2 separate regions of the Capra hircus genome follow, and region 1 is linked to region 2. Evidence: chromatin contacts called from public Hi-C data. All regions are on one chromosome and are shown on one strand. The core of a region is the stretch at or near the end of the contact, and the rest is flanking DNA. Distances in the headings are between cores, read along the strand shown. Region 1 has its middle 99 kb from the start of OXGR1. Region 2 overlaps MBNL2 (muscleblind-like protein 2).

Evidence for each region. A called contact is a pair of places that touch in the nucleus more often than the background predicts.
Region 1: a Hi-C map of blood shows a contact between it and region 2, with 4 times the contacts expected there. The contact joins two enhancer-like sites. A contact is called at or near these places in 3 of 5 Hi-C or Micro-C datasets (blood and liver).

What each region holds. Positions count from the first base shown.
Region 1 is chr12:12,023,431-12,027,553 of ARS1.2, forward strand. No RefSeq gene overlaps it. Among named protein-coding and RNA genes, the nearest start is that of OXGR1, 99 kb to the right of the region's middle. Within about 2 kb of position 1,296, at least 1 of the 5 cell types and tissues checked has an H3K27ac peak or open chromatin away from gene starts, as enhancers often do.
Region 2 is chr12:11,772,167-11,776,836 of ARS1.2, forward strand. It overlaps MBNL2 (muscleblind-like protein 2), which reads right to left. Exons shown (of 9, transcript XM_018056428.1): 4 at 2,423-2,623. Among named protein-coding and RNA genes, the nearest start is that of RAP2A, 98 kb to the left of the region's middle. Within about 2 kb of position 1,320, at least 4 of the 5 cell types and tissues checked have an H3K27ac peak or open chromatin away from gene starts, as enhancers often do.

The DNA of each region.
Region 1 (4,123 bases), core at 46-2,545, 250 kb after region 2:
CCAGGAGTTTGAAGGACGTGGGACTGGACGGGTGGGGCTGTCTTCCTCACGACACAGTAAAAATGCAACGAGTCAACTTCTGGCTTAGTTCTAATTTTGCCATTGGCTCCACCTTCCAGCTCTTATCACTCCTGTCCCCCCATGGAATTTCTTAAGAGCCCCAAACAGACTTCCCTGAATCCTTTCCTACTGTCCATTAATTCTTGCCAAGTCTTCTGTCCCCCACAGGGAAACACACTTCCCATCCTGGGTGCTGCAAATGGTGACAAGTTACAATGGACATTTTATAGCATTTTCAATATACAAAATACAATTTTCAGATATACAAATCATTTTCAAATGCCATTCCCTCATTTATAGAAAAAACGGCTATAGTTGTTTACATACCAACATCCCCAGTTTATAGATAATGAGAATCAGAGAGAAGTGGTTTAGCGGGTCTCCTCCGATGTCAATTCAGCTGCGAGACTACTAGAAAGCTAGTAAGGTTGGGACAAAGTCCAACTCCCAACTCCCTGCTCCTTAAGGATTTGGAAAACTCCTTCTCCTGTGGCTTACGTTAATTAAACCTAAACCTGCCTTTTAGAGCAAAGCAAAACAAATATGCTCTCTCTTTCAAATATTGGCCCTCCAAATATTTGAAGGCAGCGACTGGCTGCCCTCCAGGGCCTCGTTTCTCACGTTGGAAAGTGCACGAAATTCACCCCAGGGAGTTTGCAAACCTGTCGGTTCTGATTCGGTAGTTTTGGGGTGTGGCCTGAGATTCTGGTTCCTAACAAGCCCTACCTCCTCCCAGATCAGTTGCTCAGAGCAGGGGGGGGGGGGGAAAACCATATAAAATTAAGAAAAACACTTTTCATATTCCTGTTTCCTGTTTCCTGTTCCCCTGCATTTATAAAAGCTCCCAGCTCACATAGGGCACTTCATAAATGTCCAATGTGTTTGGACAGAAGGGAGGCAGACTCAGTGACATCAAATACCTCCCCCTTCTTCATCCCAGCCCCATCCTTGGTTTAGAAAAAGCCTTCGCTTCTTACCCGTTACTCAACTCATTCGATTAACAGTTATCCTTTCTAAATCGGGAATAACTGTAAAAATGACTATTAGGTGCCTGGTGTACAGGGAAGACGTCTAATAAATCTCAGTGATCACCCCGCAAACAAAACCGAACTAAAGAAAGCAGAGACTTAAACAAGAATTGCCAAAACACTGTGTCCTCGCTGGAATAAGACAGGAAAAAATGCTCCACTGGAAAGAACACGCTGCAAGGAGCGCTCGGTCCACCTCCCCGCAAGGGAAACGGCGCGGCTCGCGGGGCGCCGACCAGGCTGCGGGGGCGCCCGGCCCGAGCTCTGCTGCCCTCTGCTGGCCGGACGCCCGCCCGCGCGTCTCGTCGCATCGCTGCGGCTCCCAGGGGACCTGTATCCTCAGCTAGTAGGTTATGCAACACCGGACTGCAACGAGAGCACGTGTGAGAAAAGGAAACCACTGACCTCTTGGCGCTTCGATTAAATACAAAAGATAAGAGAAGCGGAGGGCGAGAAAAGAGCAAGTGCCTTCTCAACATAGAAGGGACCGAGCAAGGATGTACTCAAATGCACTCTGAGCAGGAGCTCTTAGAAGCAGGGGGACCACTCCTGTTTTGAATATGAAGAACCTGAAGCTGGGGGGAGATTGGGGATTGACGTTAGTGAGGGAAGTATCACTAGGGAGAGACCCAGCCGAGTTTGGAAGGGGGGCCCTTTCTGACTTCCAAATACCAGGTTTCTATCCCTGGCTCTTTGATTCCTTAGCTAAGGGGCTGGACCAGATACTTGGTCATGTTGGGTCTTGATGTTCTTCATTTTTCAGATGAGGGACTGACTGAGGTGGGCTCTGTGGTGTCTTTCAGTTCTCACATTCTGAGTACAACACCCTGAGAAGACCATAATTCAAACAGGTACATGTACCCCAATGTTCACTATTTATAATAGTCAGGTCATGGAAGCAACCTAGATGTCCATCAACAGATGAATGGGAAGATGGGGTACATGTATCTGCTCTTCTTAAGCAGGAGTAGACTATGGGATCATCTTCCCCAGGGGGACTCTGCATTTCTCACCAAACAAAGCTACGGGGGACTAGCTTCCACACCCACCTAGTAGCACCAGCATACTGGACCCCCTGACATATTCTTCAATTAGTCAGGTAAGTCATTCAGTCGTGTCCGACTTGCGACCCCATGGACTGCAGCACACCAGGTTTCCCTGTCCGTCACCAACTCCCAGAGCTTGCTCAAAGTCATGTCCTTTGAGTTGGTGATGCCATTCAACCATCTCATCCTTTTAAGTCCCCTTTCTCTCTCTTCCTTCAATCTTTCCCAGCATCAGGGTCTTATCCAATGAGTCAGTTCTTTGCATCCAAAGGATTGGAGTTTCAGCTTCAGCATTAGTCCTTCCAATGAATATTCAGGACTGATTTCCTTTGGGATTGACTGGTTTGATCTCCTTGCAGTCATATTCTTCAGAGGCTACCAAATTATTTCAAAGCTGTGTTTTTGAAACAAGCCTTCAAGTTTTAAATGTCTGATCACTGGTGAAATTTCCCAGTCAATCTCGCCCATTCAAAATACACGGTTAATGTTGCTGAGACATGAACACTACAAACTGAGCAGGTTCATCCATGCCTGTCAGGCTCCGGGAAACATGAACATTTTTATATTTTTTGGCACAAGTCCCTGAGGTCCCACTTAATGAGCTGGTGGAAACTTTAAATTATTTTAATCTGCTTTATTGAGGTAAGATCAACATATAAAAAGTTGTAGATATTTGATGAATACAATTTGATGTGTCTGGAGGTAAGTGTGCCCTCAAAACCATCATTATAATCAATGCTATAAACTTATCCATTACCTCCAAAAATTTCCTCCCCCGCTCTGTTTTTGTGTTTCTTTTTTTTTTTTTTATCATTCGTCCTTTGCTTCAGGCATACTTGCTTTCAGTCTGAATCAATCCTCAAGGCATTTTCGTTTGGTTCTTTACTGATAGGAAGTGGGTGGACATTTCAGTCCTGTCTAGTTTGGATATTGACTTATGACATTCTTCTAGTTCATTGTGATCTTCAGCTCATAAAATATTTTAAGGATTGCTTTGCCCACATAGGGCTGGGAAGCATCTCCGCCTCTCAGACAATTTAATGGAAAATTTCAAAATCCCAAAGCAAACAAACTGAAAGACACCTTAGAGATTATATGATCCCATTCTCTGATTTTATGGAAGACAGTCTGAACTATTTGTCCAAATAAGGATAGTTCTCTAGAAACAATAAAAGGAGATGGACTGAGCATATTTTCCAGGACTTTGGATGGGACCTTGCACATATTTGGAGGAAGGCATTAGGAAAACTAAGTCAATACAGATTCAGGGCAGCTATCATAAAGTTAGGATTTGGCCTGATTATTATATTCACCAGTGAAGAAAGTCAGATCTAGTGCCAAAAATAAATTAGCATTCTTCCCAGAGCTCTCCCTCTGAACATGGTGCCTGGAGGGCTACTCCAGTTTCATGAAAACACTCTCTTCAACTTATCTAAGAAGGCCCAAATGATGTCCACTCTTGAACTGATGATAAAATACCAATCAAATGCTAATCAAACCCACTAAGTCAGAGGCAGCCAAGTTGCAGTCAAAGATGGCATCTGGCAGAGTTTCCAGACCTAGAGCACATGCCAAGCATAACTGAACATGAGTATGATAAACAACGATGGGCCTCTGACAGGCTGCGAGGCTGTCAGGACAAGGTTTCCAGCTATTTGGGAATTATGGCGAGATACTTGGGAGGTGCAGCTGCATGCCCCCAATGCTGTCATCCCAGCTTAGAGAAAGTTCCTCCTCCTGTTCCTTTAAAAAATAAATGAATGACAGATTCATTCTGGCTTTCTGTTTGTCTCTTAGTTGGGTGTTTTCGTCCCATGGACTATTTTCCCTACTAACATGGAATTTCTGTGGCTTGTCTTTTATTTCATACCATGTAGAGAAATAAAAGGGCTTCCCTGGAGGCTCAGATGGTAAAGAATCTGCCTGTAATGCAAAAGATGCAGGTTCGATCCCTGGGTTGGAAAGATATGCTGGAGAAGGGAATGGCAA
Region 2 (4,670 bases), core at 70-2,569:
ATTTATTTATATTTATTTGTTTACTTTTATAGAGAAGGGAAGGAAAGAAAATGTTATATATATACTAATTCAGAGATTTTATATATATACACATATATATTTACACACACACACATATGTATAAAATCTGGTCTTCTGTATGTAACTACATCTCTGACATGACAACTCTGGGAAGTTGTGGGGTTTTTTGCATGGAGGGATTATTTCACCAAGGATCCAGCCACAATATCATAGCTGCACAATTCCAAAAGTGATCAACTTGTTTCTTCTCCCTGAGGACAGGAAGTGGGGGGCAGGGTGAATGTGAATACTCCCGTTTTCCCCTAAATCTCTCCTGCTCTACAAGATAAAGTGGGCTTCTAATCATAGATTAGAACAACTATGATACCCAAGACACCAAAACTTTCATTTAAATCACAATATTATTTTTTAAAATAAATAAAAGATAAAAAGGAGAGAAATATGGGAAGAGATAAAGCAGGGGCCTGGGGGAAGGAAGTAGGATAGATTTTGAAGTGTTGATATATTGTTTCTTTTTCTTATTCTTCAGTCCTTAATTATCCTGAAATCTCTAGTAACTAAAATGCTCCATCCTCTGAGAATTCCCATGGATCAAGAGTTAACTGTATAAAGAAAATTTTCCTTGGAATTTAAAGAGTATTCTTAATCTTGCCCTAAATATCAATAATATGAAATAACACAACTAAGAAGCATGTAACAGTTATAAATATCTGTATCAGAGAAAAATTATTAGTGAAATGGTAATTTCTTTTCTTAGGCTCTACATCCAGTGTTGATGTGCTTAAGTGGCGGTTCACATCTTGATCACTAGTGACTTATAGGAAGGGTCACTGGCATGACACTGGGAGCCTTGTGACAGTCAAAGGTACTTGGGAAATATAGTTTCGCTGATCAGTGGCCAGGCAAGTTTGAAGGCCAAGCAGATACATCACAAAATTATTAATTGCTTCCTTCTACTTTGGATATTGTCCAATATTCCATCCTTAGTTCATAAAACGTACAAAAGAAAAATTACTAAGCCGTTCTCACAGATTGTGAGTAAGCCTCCCCTTATAAGTGGAATGACTCAAGGTTGAGACGGCGTTGGGTGTTGAGCATTTACCTAGGGGCTCTGTGTGCCACCGACTTCATTCCTGCTTTGAAATAAATTGCAAGCTGCTTTGCTAAAGTCCTCGTGAATCATTTTTACATATGTCTTTGTCTGCCAATCCTGTTGGGAAGGACAACTTGTTCCCAACTCGACTGATTTAATTTGTTTTCTAAACCACACAGTCACGTACTGAACACAAAAGCTTGACGGGTCCACCAGGTGGCGCCCCAAACACTTTTCCAGTCCCGTGAAAGGTCTGTTCAATATTCACAGGGGTAGGCTGGATCAAAACTGTAGCGATGGGAGTTTATAGTCTTTTCATTTGGGGATCCATATACTTCAGAAGGAAGCTGGTATTAGGCAACATTTTATCACTTTCAAGATTTATAGAGTAAATATTTAAACAAATGCATATTGAAAGAATCATTCTTGAATGATCCCAAGATAAAGTACAGTATATATCCTGATCTTACATATGTATCAACTAACTATAATTGGTGATCGAATTTAAGGAGCCCTTTGAAAAATCTATCAGATTCTTTATACTCCATATAAAATGCTCTATTAAATACCAGAGGATACAGTAGTTAAGATAAATGGATGCCCTGATTAAAAAGAAATTTAACCCAGTTAAGTTAAATCCAGGTAAGCTGGTTTGACTCCTGACTTAAGAATTACGTTTTATAAATATATGAATTTGTTTTCTTGACTTTTCTAGAAGACTTGAATGTCAGTTAAAGAAAATATCTCAAATCAATAATTAGACTCTCCCAGGCTCTAGTTCCCCTGTTTACCTACATACAACCGGGGCTGGAGCATGCTGGAGCAGCCATACTTGTTCTTAAAGTACTGAAATATGATCATACCAGTCGGTCTGTAGTCATTGTCCTACTTCCTCCCACCTCTGCCCCTTCATCCTGGCTGCTGGCTTTCTAACCTGCTCATTCCCAGACCTTTCCAAGATCCATCAAAGGTTCATGCCTGACACAGTTGGAACCCTTGGGAGCCATTTCCATGACCCACATAGTGACTGATTCAGCCTTCCATTGGTTGTTGCATATTTTGCCTCTGAATACACATTCCACACAATCGATTTTTATTTGTATTGAACTTAGTCTTTTCCCACAGATTAATTTCCTTTATACTTGGCCTCCAATTCAAACAGTAGAATTATGAAATGCATGACTTTTAGGTGAATCTCTGTGCGTGGCTGTTTTGTAAGACTGAATTGGTATCTTAGAAGCATTCACTTCCATAGAAGTACACTGCTACCCCCAAAGGCATCTCAAAACACAAATATAATTGAAGTACCTCCAGTTTGTCAGTCCTGAGAAGTTTCTGAGTTGCAGTTGAGCCCGGGACAGTGACAGGTGGACTTCCGGGAACAATAACAGGTGTGGTGGGTAGAATTTCCGTTGGGACTAACCCAACTCCAGGGGTTACAGGTGCTAAGTAAGGAGCAAAGCTAATCGCCGTATTTGTCCCTATTGCGGGACCTACAGGAAAAGTGGGCTGTTAAAGGAAGATAACACAGGACAAAAACTTCTTTAGAATAAAACTTAAAAAAATCACCAGCAACATTTACTCACTGCATATAAGACTCTTTGTGTTAGCTGCAAAAATCAGTGCTGAACTGTGAAAACTCTTTAAGCCTCTCTGTTTAGTGCTTAATAAAAATGAAATCCACATAGACCCTCTCTTTCCCAAACCATATAAACACAAAGGAGAATGTCATCAAAACCTAACTACAGGAACCAGCTTAAACTTTTATTCCCATGAAAGTGTTCTCAAGAAAAGAAAATGGTTATTCTATTCTGGTGCCTCATCATTCCACGCTAGTGAGTGTTACAACATGAAGACAGTAAAATGGACGGAACGCTGACTCATGATCTCTGATGTGCTCTACATGTCTCTCAAAGGGAGAAGAAAAAACAAACACCATGAATATAGGCTGAGTTTCAGCAAATTTGTATACTCTCAAGCACTGGGGATTATCTGGTATTTTATTTTGCTCAGACTTACCAGTATGCCTCCATGTTCTATCACTAGTATGTAAAATCCCCAAATTCACAGGCAGTTTTCACATAGACCTGCTATTTCTTGCTCTAGCTCAACTATGTCTAGATCCGGTCTTCTTTTCCTGAGAGGTTGAATGGAAAAGCTTGAACTTCTCTGTTGGCCATTAAAAGTTGCTTTGGTTTCCTAGGTCACAAAGTCAACATGGCTGTGATAAAGGCATAGAGTACCCTATTAAAACCTCGTCATCACTGTCCTCGTTGTCCAGGGATAAGACAAAATATACTAGAGGGTTGATGAGATGATGGTTTTCAAAAGCTTCACCTGAAAGGACGCCTTTCAGAAAGGAAAGAATGTACGTTTAAGAGAAGGACAAACTCAGCTTCACTTCAAAGGAGCTGATGTTAAACATTCAAGATGCTAGATAAAGATTTTTCTTAGCATAAATTTTGCACTGATTTGGGACTGTATCGTTTTGTTGGTTTGTTTTTTGTTATTGGATGGCTTTTAACCTATTCATTTTTAGGACCAGTTTTCAGATAGTTGCAATTACACGTCAACGCAGTTTTCTAATATTGAACAACGCCGTTGGCCATGTCATGCTGCTTCTCTATTTGTACATTGTGGGTAACATTCCTGTTGTCTATTTATAGCTCTGAGTTGTGGAACATATGGGGAAAATAATAATCTGTGTGAATTAAACAGGTTTTTGTTGACAGCAGTAACAGAAAAATATCTCTTACAAATGGTCATGTTAGAAAACAGTGAATTATTGATAGTTTGCGCGGGGAGCTCTTAGAGAGGCTGAAAGTCTTTACTGAAGTGGCTGGGGGTGGGGAGGGATGGAAGAGGTGATTCTAATGGCCTGCGAGAGCTGCTGCCAGCATTCCCGCGAGGGGCTCTTAGATCTTTATGGCTCCGCCATACAATTCACTTTGGGAGAAAGTTCCAACATGAGGTCTCAACATGGGAAACTGATGGCAGCTAGGAATTTTTTTCCTCCTTCACTTTCTACAAAATTTTATATGTGTATGTTTTCCATTTTCAACCCATTTGAGTCATAATTATAGAACGTTGTGGTTTTCAGTAACTGTAGCTTTTATAATTCAGTACCATTGAAAAGAAGCCAAGTGATTTAAATGGTATAAGGACGATATAATGTTAAGATTTAAGAGAATCAATTCTGAATGGTCATAAATCACAAAAAAAGACCAGTGATTCAAAGAACCAGCTAGATCAGAAATGCCTGGGGGGAATTTCATAGATAGAGATATCACAAATTCTGACTTAACAGATCTGGGTTGAGGAGGGGCTTGAAATTTGCATTAAAAATTTTATTACTTGATTTGATGTGCAGCCCAATTTGAGGATCACTGTCATAAATGAGTGAAAATAAATATTAAGAAAACCTAGTACTAGTTGTGTAATTAACTCAAAGACTAATGATCAAAATAAACATTAAGAAAAAAGAGCCCTCCCCCATATCTCCATTTTTGACTTTCTATTGAATCAAATTCCCAATATCCCTCCCTTGTAGATCATC